Linked DNA regions of Pan troglodytes: all the other regions are linked to region 2. A link is a contact called in public Hi-C data. All regions are on one chromosome and are shown on one strand. Each heading gives the region's core, a stretch centred on a gene start, on an enhancer-like site or on the middle of the called end of the contact. The rest is flanking DNA. Distances are from core to core; before and after follow the strand shown. Region 1 overlaps RAD51B (RAD51 paralog B). Region 2 has its middle 21 kb from the start of ZFP36L1. Region 3 overlaps RAD51B (RAD51 paralog B).

Region 1 (4,837 bases), core at 2,281-4,780, 730 kb before region 2:
AGTTCCCTTGTCCCCCTTGCAGGGCGTGCCACAGTGGGGAGTGGCTCGCTTCTTCAGTGTCCTGCTGCTCAAACCTCTAGGGGAAGCTAGATGGGCAGGCTGTAGGGCTCTGACCCCATAGCAGCGTCTAGGGGTGAATGTTTACAGCTGAAGCCCCAGTGGGCGTGTGTCACAGAGTGCCCTTTTAGTTTTGCCGTCTGTAGGCGGCTTCTGTTATCTCAGTTAGACTCCCTTCCTTATCTCAAGGACAGAGGGCTTTCTGTACCCTGGAGTTCTTGCCTTGGTGTAATGGAATAATTGAATCACTCGTGGGCTTGGAGAATGAGTGCAAGGTTTTGAGTGGAGGTAGCTCTCAGCAGATGGGGGAAGCCAGAAGGGGGATGGAGTGGGAAGGTTTTCCCCTGGAGTTGGGCCGCCCAGAGGCCCGGGCTCTCCAACGACTGCCCCAGCCAAACTCCGCGTTGTTGGCTTGCCGGTGTGCTGATGCCTGTTGGTGCATTCCTCTCGCTGTCCAGCTGCCCGTGTGTTCCTCGGCTCGTGTGCTCCTCTCAACGTCCAGCCACCATGTGTCCGCCTGCTAGGGTCTCGGGGTTTTTATAGGCACAGGATGGGGGGCGTGATGGTCCAGGGCTGTATTGGGAAATACAACATTTGGGCACCAAGGCAGAAGTGCCTATACTCACCTAGGCCTGTGGGCCCAGGTCTGGGGGTAGAGTCCTCGCCAGGGACCACGCGCTCCCCTTCCCACCACTTCCCTGCCCCCTTTCCGTATGGGATGCGGGGAGGGCATGTGGGCTTGAGTATATTTAAATGCTGATAAGGAGTCAAGGATAGAGGTTGATACGAGACTGGAGAAAATGGGGCAACTTGAGATGGGATGAATCCAAAGCACAGGGAGAATTAATCTTAGGATGGATACCCTCCAAAGTCAAGGGATGTTATTGGTGATGAGAAAGGCATATTCTGTTAGGATTAATTTCTAATATTGGGGGCTTCTTGAGGGAATAATACTTCTGGGGCTTCCTGAAAGTTCAGAATGGCAGGCATTAAAAGATGCCTGGGGCCAGGCGCGGTGGCTCATGACTGTCATCCCAGCACTTTGGGAGGCCAAGGTGGGTGGATCACCTGAGGTCAGGAGTTCGAGACCAGCCTGACCAACATGATGAAACCTCATCTCTACTAAAAATACAAAATTAGCTGGATGTGGTGGTGCATGCCTGTAATCTCAGCTACTCGGGAGGCTGAGGCAGGAGAACCACTGGAACCCAGGTGGTGGAGGTTGCAGTGAGCCAAGATTGCACCATTGCACTCCAACCTGGGCAACAAGAGCGAAACTCCATCTCAAAAAAAAAAAAAAAAAAAAAAAAAGAGAGAGATGCCTGTGACAGCCCATACTATTTCTGATTCCCTAGGGTCCACTGATCCCCAGAGATTCCATTAATTTGATAATGCTCTTTATTTTGGGTAGCTAGCATATACCAGAATTGGACCCTGAACCTATGGATTAAGTTTGGGTTTGGGGCCTAATTCTAGTCTAATAATCAGAGTAGCAGGGTGTTCTGAGACCCTCTGGAGACTTTTCCCATTGTCAAAGTACCTCTAGCCAGTCTACCTTAATTAGCAAAGATATCATTCCCATTATGATTCATCATGATTGACTGGTCTATATGATGGATTACCGATTGTAGAAAACTCTGGATTATTATAGTATTATGCTTAGAAAACCATTCTGTTCAAATGTTAAAGGGTTGACAACAGCTCACTTTCTTCTGTGGTTTAACAGAAAGAAAGTTCGCTGTGGAACCAGAAAAAAAATCTGGCTCCATCGGTGATTGAGCTATGGGGCCTTGAACATCCTGTGAGGATGTTACAGAGTCATTTACTCTCTGTAACATTACCTGGTAATGCCTAATGTGCATCATGGTTAGAATTGAAGGTCATGTATATGTACCATTACATTGTTGATATTAAATAAATAAGAACTGATAGTATTTTTATTAACTTAAAATAATTATTTTATTGACTTAAAAATAATATTTTTAAATATTTAATTATATAATTATTATATATAATTATATAATAATTATATAATTATATATATTATATATAATTATATAATATATTATATAATTATATATATTATATATAATTATATAATATATTATATATATTATATATAATTATATAATATATTATATAATTATATATATTATTATATATAATTATATAATATATTATATAATTATATATAATATAATATATAATTATATAATATATTATATACTTATATATAATTATATAATATATTATATATACTTATATATAATATATATAATTATATAATTATTTAAATAAAAATAATAACTATTATTTACTACTCTAGGGCCCTAAGTGAGCACTTATTGTTAGAATTTATTGTTAGAATTCCAGATCAAAATCAAGGATCTCATTTCTCCATGAATCTAAGAGCTATTATTGGTGATGTCTTTGGTATAAGTTTTTGTAAGGACAAAGGTTTTGTTACAGTCCTGGCCCTACTAAAATGTCTTTTATTGACCTGCATGCTATCATAGTAAATAGAGAGAAAAGAGATAAAATTCTAGACTTTTTAAGGTATATGGAAATAAATCGAATTTACTTATTTACTTTTTTACCATGACCAATTTGGATCACTGTCATTTTCCATGAATGTGTCTCAGGTTTTTGTTTTTTTAATAGAGAGAGTTAGCTGTTTCAACCTCTCTTTCTTTTGTCTAATAACTCCTCATTTTTTTCTCCCTCTTTTTTCGTCTTCTTCCTTTCTTTCAGATTATTGGAAACTTTCTCATGTTGCAGCATTTGCTGCTATCAATTATGCCAGAAAAGCTTTCTGTGTACTAGCAGTGTTATGGGATCGTGTGTGTGTGTGTGCATGTGTGTGAGACAGAGAGAGAGAGAGACAGAGAGAGAGGTGGGGGGAGATTGAGATGGAAAGAGTGGCGGGGGATGAAGGAAGTGGGGGAGAGAAATAAATGGTGTCTGGGGTAATTGTGCTGGTGTTTTTTCCTGCATGAGAGAAGCTTCAGATGTCTGTCTGGCTTTGGCTCAGTTGCTGTATGGGCGTAACTGAAGAAGGAGGTTGGGGTAGAGGAGAAGGCAATTAAAACTTTGAACACCTTAAATGCCCTTCCTAATTAAGTGGTGAGGATGGAAAATGAAATACCTTCTTATGCTTCATTTCTGTTCTCCGTTTAAAAGTCTGTGGAGGGATCAGAGCTCATGTCCTTAGAAAGGACAGAACTTTCAAAATAACAACTCTGAAGAACAAGTTTAAAAAAAATTTCTCATCATTTTATGCTTTTCATGAACTTTTCATATAAAGCCATCATTATTTTTTTTTCCTGGGCCCCCTTACCTATATCCTCTCCCCACTCTCATTAGTCACTCCAACTTTGAAGCACCCAATTCTCTGGAGTATTAATGGAGACAGTTCAAGTATCTAACTGCTGTTTCCTTTGTTCAAGTTGCTTTTGGTCCTTGCTGGGAAATGCTCTGAAAACTGAACCAGCTACTGAACACAAAGGCTGACGGTGTTGTCCCTCCTGGTAATGTACTGTGTGATTTGTTCCCCTCTCCTGTTCATGACTCATTAGTCTCTAAGTACAGAAAAGGTTGCTCCTCTGGAATAAAAGGAACGGACCCAGCTCGGAGTCCTTTTTCGCCTTTTCCTGTGTTTTATTTGGGTGCACTCACAGTTCTCCATCTTCATTAGTGACCCAGCAGGGGGCTGGCACAGGGTTGAGACTAGCTTTTGCTGGTTCCCTGGGGTGTATCAGAGACCTCAGAACTCAATACCCTACTATAAAAATAAAATACTGTGCTTCAAACGACCTTTTGATGGAACAAAGCCATACATCCCAATCTGCCTGGGCCTCTCAAATTGAGACCATGCCAAGTGCCAGATTTGCATTTTGCACATGCCCTCCCACCATCCCCTTTCCCCCTTCCTCTAAATGTGGTTCTTTTGGTAGCCTCAGTGTCAGGTAAATGTTTATGTGTGTGTGAAAACGCAGACTTTGGCAAAGACCTTTTGTATTTAAATTACACTTCAAGATAGTAGTTTCTTGTAAGAGATGTAGGCAGCAGATATTTGTGGGCTTTTATGCCCTAAATGATATCATTTTAGATTTATATATGTGGGCTTTTATGCCCTAAATTATATTATTTTAGATTTATATATGTGAGCCTTTATGCCCTAAATTATATTATTTTAGATTTATATATAAAGTTTAGGAAAGTAAGCGGAAACTAGAAGTGCTATAAAAAACTGAGTTACATATTTAAAATTCAAGTTATTTTTTCTGGTTTTCCAGAGTGGCCAAATTATTTTCTTACTTAAAACCTAGGCACCCTAGAGCCATGTGTGTGCATGTGAACTCTACTAAAGTGAGACACTGACATGAACATAGAGTCCATCAGACCTTTGTATCAAGAGCTTGGAGTACTCAGAGCATCGTATCTCGTTAGTCTTCCAGCATTGATGTGCTTTAGCTCTTGGGAACAGATTACTATACTTATTTTAAAGCAACAGGGCAAATAAAAATAGAGATCTTTTGGTATTGAATGACCAGCATAACTTTAGAAAATCCAACTCTCTTATCCTTCATTTTTACATCATAGTTACAGTAACAGGTTAAGATTAGCTTTTAATAGATTGTTCTAAATTTCTTTAGGTTTCAAAACATATTGCTATGACATTTAAGTAATACTTTTAAGACTGTATGAGACTTAGGGCCTTGGTTTGTAGAGAATATTCAGTTATTTAAGAAAAGTTCACTTTGATTCTATAGTAAAATAA
Region 2 (4,698 bases), core at 108-2,607:
TTGAAAACATTCGGGAACTTGATTTCCAACATCAAAATCCAGATCAAAACCCATTCAACAATCCCATGATCCCCTTGCAACAACCCTTTCCTGGCCAGCATCACAGGGTGCCGACCCTCACAGGGTCTCACAATTCAACAATTCAGTGAGAGAGGATGCAGCAACAAAGACTGTAACGAAAAAACAGGAGAGTCTACAGCTGAAGCTACTGCTACTCAAGGTGGGCAGAGAAGGGAAGAGATGGATTCTGTTGGAAACTAAGAGGGGAAATCCAGGAAGGCTTCCTGGTGGAGCTGATCTTTAAGCTGAACCTTGAAGGACTGGTAAGATGAACGGATGTTCTGGAACCTGAGAAACACCCAAGTGCCAGAGAGACAGCATCCATGTGTGAACTACGCTAGACAGAGGCAACAGGCGTGGTGGGGCCTGGGGCTCCTCAGAATGGCATCTCAAGTTCCCATGGTGGTCAGGGACTGGAATGCATCGGCCGCCTGGAGCCAGCTCCGCGGGGCCAGTCCCTGACCTCTGGCTCGGAGATTGGTGTGCCCGGTGAAGGAGTTGCCCAAGCATCTTAGGCAACCAGATACTACGCCTGGCCTTGGACCCTGCCACTTGCCTGCCCCACAAAAACCTGCTGACCGCTGTGACCTACTTTAACGCCCTCTGACTTTCCGCTCTTTGAATAGGGGCAAAAAGAAGAAGGGCGACTGGCGCCATCCAATTCACTTGAGGCTCGGAGGCTCAGGCCTGCCTTCCCGGCGGCTACTGGGGTGGCGTTTCCCAGCACCCCCGGGAAGCTACCAAGGTCCAGGGCTCTCCTGGACTTCTGCGACGCCCACGCACTCCTGCGGCCGAGCTTCGCGGTCGGGCTCTCCCGTCGCCACCCCGGCGTCTGCTCAGCCGCGAGCGAGAACCAAGCCGGGCAGGGCGCGGGGCCCGGGCGAGGCCGCCAAGATGGCCGACGCGATCGGCAGCGCGCGGATCACGCGGGAAGGCTGCCCTTGGCCTCCCGGGAAACAGCCAAGGTTCCGCCGCCCTCCTTGGCGCTCTGCCCCGGCCGGCCTGCCGGGATCTCCTCCCCGGCGCGGTCTGCGGCTCCCGGGGCCTCGCAAACCTTCCAGGCCCGAGGCCATCCAGACGCGCACACCAGGCCCGGCCCGCGAGGGGAGACACAGGGGCCGGGGCTGCGGCGGCTGAGCTCCCTGGGCGGCTCGGAACGCAAGGGGCCGGCGAGCCGACGCTGCTGCAGGAGGCTGCGGCGTGGGGCGAGGTTCTCGCTACGGCTTGGTTCCCGTCCTCCCGCGGCCGCTCTCCCCCGGAAGCCCTCGGAGGCAGCACGATGGACGTGGCCACACTGCCCTCCAGTGGCCAGCTCGCCGAACAACACGTCTGGGCCCCTTTTGGGGGTCTGGGTGACGTGTCCACCCTCTCTCTGCTCTTTGCTACATTTGAAGGTGGGGTTTGCCATCCATGGTTCCTCTTACAGGTCACCAAAGCTGCCACAGTGCACACTCACCCAACAGCAGGGGATTTGCCGCCTTCGGTGGTTCTCAAACTTTAGTGTGCACCGGAATCCCCCCTTGGACAGTTCTTTCAAACCCGGATTGCTGGGTCCCCCAACCAAGTCAGAGAATTTGCATTTCTAACAAGTCCTCAGGCGATGCTGAGCTGCTGGTCCGCTGGTCCTGGAGCCACACTTAGAGAACCACTGGCTCGGCTCACTCTTTCTCTCACGGGGTTTCTGTCATCTACTCATTTAATACAGAATATGTCCTGCTAGCCCCGGAGGACGAGTGGACGGAACAACTTTCTCACCCCTCGCGGAGCTTAGTCTAACGGAGGAGACAGACTTGTTTCAACAAATCACCTAGAAAGAAATATAAGATTCCATTTGAAAAGACTTTCAAATTCCTATGAAGGAAAAGAATCAGGTGCTCAGAGAACATATATAAATGGGGCACTAATTTAGATTTGGGATGGGAAGGTTCTTGAGGAAGACCTCTCTGAGGAAACCCTTAAGCTGAGGCCAGGAGGAGGGATGAGGTCCTGAGGGGAATGGGGAGGGGACTGGAACTGGCAGGCCGAGCAGGTAAGATGCAGACCCTGGCTGTAGAAGCAGAGACTGGTAGGGGGCCAGGCAGGGGGTCACAGCCTCCTAGGCCCATGCCTCTGGTACCCACAGAGCTGCCTCCTCAGAAGGGCAGCATCCAGGGGAGAAGAGGGCCTGCCTGCATGCTCAGATCTTAGCTACCCCCGTCAGTGCCAAGAAGAATGCTCCACCTTGAGGAACCCCAGCCAGGTGCCCACAGCCCACAAACTTCTCTTTGCCTGAGCAGATTTATGTAGGTCCCTTCTGTAAGGCCTGAAGGGCAGTCACATCTGATGGAACCAGGTCTGCTGAGTAATGATGAATAGACATGATGTTACCATCTACCCATCAATGCCCTCAGTGTGCCATCTCCTCCCTCCTGCAGTCCAGGATCCAGCTGTTTCTCCAATGAGCATTTTTAAGCACCTACTATGTGCTCTGCACTAGGATCACTGCAATGCTCTGTGGGGCATGGCACAAAGAGGCCAGCCTGCCCTAGGAGGCGCCAAGCACCCTGGAGGGCAGGTAGGTGGAGTACACCCTCCCCGCCCCAGTCTCAGCTCCAGCCTGCTGTGTGCACCCCCACCCCACCCAAACGTCCCTGGGGTCACTCATTGCAGGTGGGCCAGGCTGACAAATGGCAGCCAGGAATTCTAGTGTTCTAATGATTCTTACTTTGTATCAATGCCAGCTTGATGGCAGGGGCCAGGATGACCACCAACCACTGCCACTTTATCCCTTGTGCTGACAAGGAGGTATCATCCCATTAATCCTGTTACCTTGCTCAGTCCCTTCTGTCCCGTTTTCACATCTGAAAAATGTGGGGTGGGGATGAGTTGTGTTAGATGATCTCCAAGGGTTTCTGATCCATGCCTAGCCCACCAGTGCACTGTTGGAGAGATGGACGAGAACAGCCCTGCCCAATGACCCCATGACCCTAGCATTATGCAAAGCAAGGCCTTTGTCGTTAACAGACTCCAGGTTAGGGGAAGGGAGGGGGGAGCAGCTGAAAAACTATGTGCAGCTTTAGAATCAATCAAATCAATCCAACTCTATTCCTGACTCTGTGATAGCCAGTAAGTGGTTTAACTTCTCTGAGCCTGTTTCCTCATCTGAGAAATGGGAATAGCATGGTACCTACCTCACTGGGCTGTTCTGAAGATTACTGATAATAGCTACCACTTAGCAAGTGCTTGATCCGTGCCAGGCAGCACACTAGAGGCTTCCCATCCACTCCATGAGGTCATGTGCAGAAGTGCTGGTCCCATGCCAGCAAGGAGTAGGGCTCCATCACAGTTGTTAACGCATGACACCCCTACTGCTCTGCACACATATATTTATGTAGTCCTACGGCCCTACTGCTCTGCACACATATATTTATGTAGTCCTATGGCCCTACTGCTCTGCACACATATATTTAACAGGCGAAGGGGCTTAGCAAGCCCTTGGCACATAATAAGCACTCAGTAAACGGTGGGCTTCATCATTAGCCAGAGAGAAGGGACTCTGTGAGGAGGTCCTACAGAAGGAGAAATATGGAGAAGTGGGTGACCCAAGATGATGGCTCACACACCTCTCCCAGGAAGGCCAGCCCCATGCCTAGCTAGGCAGTTCCCTGGCTAGGACGTCAGCTCTTACTCACTCTTTCCAGAGAGCAGCTAATTAGCCTCCCAGCAGCCAGGAGCTCCCCAGATGAAAGGTGCTTAATACAAGCTCAAGGCGTAACCCCCGTATGTATAACTAAGGTTCCCTGAGGTGAGGAAGGCCCCAGGGCGGAGAGACAGGCCAGATCAGGGCCTCGCCTTCTTTATGACGGAGGTTCCCAGGGAAGGGAGCCGGCTGGGGTGGCAGTGAGCCTGAGAAAGGGCTCGGGGTGGTGGGTGTGCGGCTTCAGAGGGAGCCCCTCCCTGGGAGTGGGCGGGGCCTGGTGGCTGAGTGAATGCTTCAGGGCCCAAGCTGCCTCCCAGAGTGGGAGCTCCAGGTCAGAAGACAGCTTAGAACTGGGTGGGTCAGAGCGAGGACTTTGCTGCTGGGCTGCCAGGTCAGAATCCCAGCTCTGCTATGGCCATTCCATGTCCCAGAGCCTCAGCTTCCTCCTCTGTAAAACGGAGATAATGATAACATTGACCTCACAGCTATTTACTGACAGCACTTAGTACAGACAGGACCTGGCACCCACTACGTAAAGAATGAGGATTTGTACATTTGTTCATTTAACAGATATTTATTGAGTACCTGCTATGTGCCAGGCACTGGGTGTTAGAAATACAGTCATGAACAAAACAGATCCATTTTCCCTTGATTCTGTAGGGAAGATAGACCACAGACCCCAGAACCAAGAGATCGGTAATACACTGCCTGGCAGTGACCTGCGCTGTGGGAATTGGGTATGAGGATGGGGTCAGGTGTCCAACACAGCGGCAGAAGAGCAGGTACCCAGGCAGATATGGGCAGATTAAGAAATGAACCGGGGTTGAAGGGCCAACCCAAAGTGCGCAGCAAATCAGAGGCGGGAGCCTGGGCCTGCAGCATAGGAATGTTCACCCACAGCTGCTGAAGCAGCCACAGCAGCTCCCTCTGCCCCCGACTAAGGGGTGTGCCCAGCGAAG
Region 3 (4,623 bases), core at 10-2,509, 570 kb before region 2:
TTTATAGCTCTGCTGTGGGTATGGTTTGGAGCCTTGGTTTTTATTGCTTTAATTGCTTGGTAGTAATTGACACACTGTACACATTCCAGGCCCCATGTTCCCTTTACATATGAATTCACACTACTTGATGACTCAAATAGACTATAATGAATCCCCTTTATCCTGGGATATCTTTGAGATTCTGGGTTACCGTGTTGGTCTGTTTCCTTTAAACATGGTTCTGGCAGTGTTGCCCTACTGGAAACAACTGACCTTTCATTTCTGCTGGTATTTCATCATTATGGGTGCATCCCAATCTAATTATATGTTGATTTGTAATGAACAGAGGCTTCCTCTCATTTAATTTTCTGTTGACTTTATATTCCCTCTGTTTGGAAACCTCCAAGATTATTGTATCAGTTTCAATTTTGTTAAACTGATGTCTTTTCGTGATGACCTGCTTCCAGTGTATTACTTTTTTATTCAGTGATTCTATCAACCAGTGTTATCTGTTAAAAAAAACAAAAACAACCACTGATATGCTGGTGGGCTCTATGCTGTCATCTAAAATGTTATAGAAAGATCTGTTTGTATTGTTATTGTTGCTGTGAATTAGTCCAATGGCCTACCTACTATATAAGATATATTTGACCTTAGGAGTGAAAAAAAAAATCTTAACCGGAATCCTCACTGAAGTCTGATTTGGGTACAATAAGAATTCATCAAAAACATAGAAGCTGCATTTCCTAGGAAATCGAGGCTTTTTCCTGTATTTGGGAGTGGTAAAGAATACGCCCAAGAACTTGGAACAGATAAAACATTGGCAGACAAACAAAAGATCTGTAGGGCAGGACTTCCTTTTTATTCTCCTGAGCTCTCTCTCCCATTGTTTCAGAGAAGATGGAGCAAACACCCAGACAGAAGCTGCTTCAGTATTGTCTTCTATTGATAGGCTGCTTGTGTTCAGTGATTCCTCTGGCCCATAGTGTCTGCTGGACAGTTGGAGGCTTTTTGAAGCCATTGTATTGTTAGAGAATAATTAGAGTGAATGAAACAGTGGGTAGGGGTTAACAACAATTCTTTGTTGCAAGCAATTGGTAGTCTTGGCATCAGTATTGGTAACAAGGCCAATCTACTGGAAGGAATCGAAACAAAAGATGGAAAAGTTGTGGTTGGTTTGTCTGATCCATCCAGCAAATCCACCCATGCATGGCCATTGTGTCCTGTGAGCTCTCTGGAAATGCCTTTGGTCACACTGCATTCCAAGCCACTGGGTGGGTAATCTCTGGGTAGTCTTGTACATGGATTTCCTAGACTTTCCCATAACAAAAATGGCAAGGCACAGGTGTTGTCTTGGCAATTAATCATACACTTTATAAAGAAAACAATGTCCTAACATTTGGGTAGATGAATGGCGTGGTAGAAAAGCCCCATGATGTTTCTTTTGGAAGGAGGGTTAAAGAATGCCGTAACACTAACTAGCTCAGATGTGTCGATTGATACCAAGGTGAAAACATCTAGGCAAAACCATAATCTATGTCCTCATTGTCTCCTCCATCTCCTCCAGACCTACCCTGTCCTCGTCCTAGGAGTTTATATTGTGATCTAGAGGAGGCCCAGCCAGGGTGGGATCTAACAAATTGGGGTGGGTATAAATTTAGTACTTCAAAGATAGTGGCTCTTATTGGAAAACTTTATAAGCTGAATGCCTATCTCCCCCTCACTAATTTAGGGAACTGCAGCTGCTGCTAAATTCTGAGTCAAATAGACTTGCAACTATGGTTGATCAGATTCGTGATGTATTAGTAACACATGGAAGTGGTGCCTTATGTCGGGGCCCTGGGTTCCTACTGGAAACCCATCACTTAGATTTGTATGATATTGGTATGATCTGCTAGTGTGTGATGCTTTGTTACATCCTCTTTTCAAGTCAGCTTTCCACCAGAGCTTCCCAAGAACAGAGAGGCCTGCCTCAAATATTTGGTTCAAATCATGCAACATAAGTTACCTTATATCTCTTTTCCTGTTGCTTATCTAAAAGGACAGAGACTCAGAGGCAGTTTAAAAGTGGAGGTGGGCATGTCTCCAAGGCGATTTATGACTTTAGACGCATATCCCTAAAAGGCGAATTCCTGCTCTCACAAGTTGAATAGGGCTCTAATCCCACAATCTGATTTAGGCCAAGAATGACTTACATTTGAAATCCCAAACCAAGACTGTTCAAGATTGGTATTAAAGTCGGAGCAATGAGGTGGAGGTAGTGTTCACCTCCACATTATTCTGAGAATGGGCCTGACCCTCATGGATCTGTGGGTGTGAGGAGTGGTGGTTGTCAGGAGCCGGGGAAGGTAGTGCGGGGAGTGAAGGAGGGGAGACAGCAGTGTGCTTATTTTCAGTTTGTCAGCTGCTCTGGAAAATGGCCAAAATGAATGAGATACAACAAGCCTTCAGGGCTGCTGTAAGCCAAGGAGAGACAAGGCCCCTCCTTTTAAAAAGCTCTGTGGAATTTAGACTTAAAGTTTTATATGTTATTTTGTTTAGGGTAAATGTGAAATCCCTAAACATTCCCCAGGAAATGTTAGCTCCCAGGAACACACAGTGGGCCCTAACTCCCTGGACAGAAGTACGTCTTGAGGGAGAAAAAAGAATTCAGCACCATTCCATGTAGCCTCCTGGCTCTGTTTGGCCGTGGGAGAAAGATTGATGAGAACCGTGATTAGATCTGTCTCTGTGGCCTCCAGCAGATTATTGGAAAGCCTTGAAAAAAAAAATCTTTTTGATAAAAAAGGATAGAAGTTCCAGTAGACAGGGGAAAGAAAAGGGCTAAATCTTCCAGGCCAAAATATGCCAGGGTTTGTACAAACCAGGGAGATGGAGCAAAGCTGAGCACTTTTATGAGAAGAGGCACTGGCATCAATCTAAAGGAGAGAGAATCTGGGACATTTAAGAAAAGGGGGCTTCCATATGGGAAGAAGGGCTTGTGAACCCAGTGTGGTGGTGAATTCTGTAACAGAAGTCACCAGCTGGGCTTTTTCTAGGCATGAGTTATCTTCTTTACTGGCAATCATGTTCCAAGTTTAATCTCTCCTCAGTGTGACTTTGGTCTCATGTTCACATCATGAAAACTCCAGGCTGTTTTTTGCTATACTCCTGAGTAATGTTGACATTTCTAAGGAGAGAGGAAATCTGGATAAATAGAGTTCTTTTCTTGGCATTGTTAAAAATATTACTAAAAAGAGCAAAGGGTGTTTTCAGAGCTAAGTGGAAGTAAAGTCTTTCTTTGCAATTTTGAAAGGCCAGGTAGGTGGCTGGGTACGCACTTTCTTGTAGCCTGTTTGTTTTAGCCCGCAGTGGTTTCTGAGCAGCTCTAAGTTCTGATAAAGGACACAAACACACCCATGCTACAGTGGCCATCTCACCTAATGCTGTCTTTTCTATCCTGTGACTGAAAATGTATGTAACTTGTAGGACATTTCTGAAAATTACATTATAGCTAGTCTATCACGGATTTTGAATTGTCTTTAAATTTTGCTATCAAAAGCAGAACAACAACTTGTCATCATAGAACTGGAAGGCATGGTTATTTTGTTTACCTCTTACTTTTTGCCCATTTGGAAACTGAAATTGCTTAAAGTTACATAGCTAGTTAGTGCAGGAACGGAAATGAAAAACTATTTCCTGATGCCTGGTTTATCACAATGGAAGGCTCTGCCCACAAGAAGGAAAGTTCAGTTCAGATTCCCTGTAATTTTAAGAACTTTCATGAATATACTAATTTTAGTAGAAACAACTAACCAAGATGGCTTATCATTCTCAACGGAACATAATTTTAAGGAGAAACACTTGGAATAATCTAATTTTAAACTGTAATGCTAATTCTTTATTAGTCTATTTGGGGGATTTTTTTATATGTTGCATGACATACTTGCACATTTTCCTATTTAATACTTCTTTTAATCCTGAAAGCACTTATTTAAGAATGATCACTAGCACTCCAGGACAAGTTAAATACAGAAAGCCATATACATATAAATGGCAGACATAACTGCAAAAAGAGAACAATATAGTGAGGGAAATGGTCTTCAGGGTGCTGCAAAGCGCTTTATAGTTACAAAATGCCTTCATGTACATTTCTAATTGATCCTCAGGACAGTGTTGTAAAAGGAGGAAGAATGTGTGTGTAAGTGTACAGCTGTTTTCCAGAACACCGAATCGAAGCTCAGAGATACTGCACAACTCACCAGCACAGCGAGGAAGCTACTGAATTGGGACTCACACTCAGACCTTCACCCCAAACCCATAGCTCATTTTATTTCTTCATAATGCGTTAGTTGCAGAAGTAATAATACTTTAAAAAGCAATCCACATTTTTTCTGTTTACTCTTTCCTCTCTTCTTCAGGACAGAAACTGTACTTTCCTTGTCCAGTTCCAGTTTGTATTATTGTATTCATGGTATTTACCTTACCTGGAGGGAATAGGCCTTTTAAATATCATTAAAATTGGGTTTTTGAGGTTATGTTCTTTTCTCCTTCACATCCTAAACTTCAGACCTCATGCTCTTTGGCCTTCCATTCAATTCAAATGAGAAGGGCTGTTGTAATTGTTGGCAATGCCTCCCCAGGCTGCCACTGTACGTGGAGGAT

The links. Hi-C and Micro-C count contacts between places; a contact is called where the count stands out from the background.
Region 1: a Hi-C map of stem cell-derived neural progenitor cells shows a contact between it and region 2, with 4 times the contacts expected there. The contact joins two enhancer-like sites. A contact is called at or near these places in 2 of 7 Hi-C or Micro-C datasets (induced pluripotent stem cells and stem cell-derived neural progenitor cells).
Region 3: a contact with region 2 is called in a Hi-C map of stem cell-derived neural progenitor cells, with 15 times the contacts expected there. The contact joins two enhancer-like sites. A contact is called at or near these places in 5 of 7 Hi-C or Micro-C datasets (blood, induced pluripotent stem cells, a lymphoblastoid cell line and 1 more), 1 of 1 datasets of contacts at active chromatin or transcription factors (stem cell-derived excitatory neurons) and 1 of 1 other capture datasets (stem cell-derived neural stem cells).

What each region holds. Positions count from the first base shown.
Region 1 is chr15:66,068,466-66,073,302 of NHGRI_mPanTro3-v2.0_pri, forward strand. All of the region lies in intron 7 of RAD51B (RAD51 paralog B), which reads left to right. Among named protein-coding and RNA genes, the nearest start is that of RAD51B, 270 kb to the left of the region's middle. Within about 2 kb of position 3,531, at least 5 of the 24 cell types and tissues checked have an H3K27ac peak or open chromatin away from gene starts, as enhancers often do. A contact at or near this core is called in stem cell-derived neural progenitor cells, where this site is marked.
Region 2 is chr15:66,796,889-66,801,586 of NHGRI_mPanTro3-v2.0_pri, forward strand. No RefSeq gene overlaps it. Among named protein-coding and RNA genes, the nearest start is that of ZFP36L1, 21 kb to the left of the region's middle. Within about 2 kb of position 1,358, at least 16 of the 24 cell types and tissues checked have an H3K27ac peak or open chromatin away from gene starts, as enhancers often do. A contact at or near this core is called in stem cell-derived neural progenitor cells and stem cell-derived neural stem cells, where this site is marked.
Region 3 is chr15:66,227,997-66,232,619 of NHGRI_mPanTro3-v2.0_pri, forward strand. The region is part of intron 7 of RAD51B (RAD51 paralog B); the gene reads left to right. Among named protein-coding and RNA genes, the nearest start is that of RAD51B, 430 kb to the left of the region's middle. Within about 2 kb of position 1,260, at least 7 of the 24 cell types and tissues checked have an H3K27ac peak or open chromatin away from gene starts, as enhancers often do. A contact at or near this core is called in stem cell-derived neural progenitor cells and stem cell-derived neural stem cells, where this site is marked.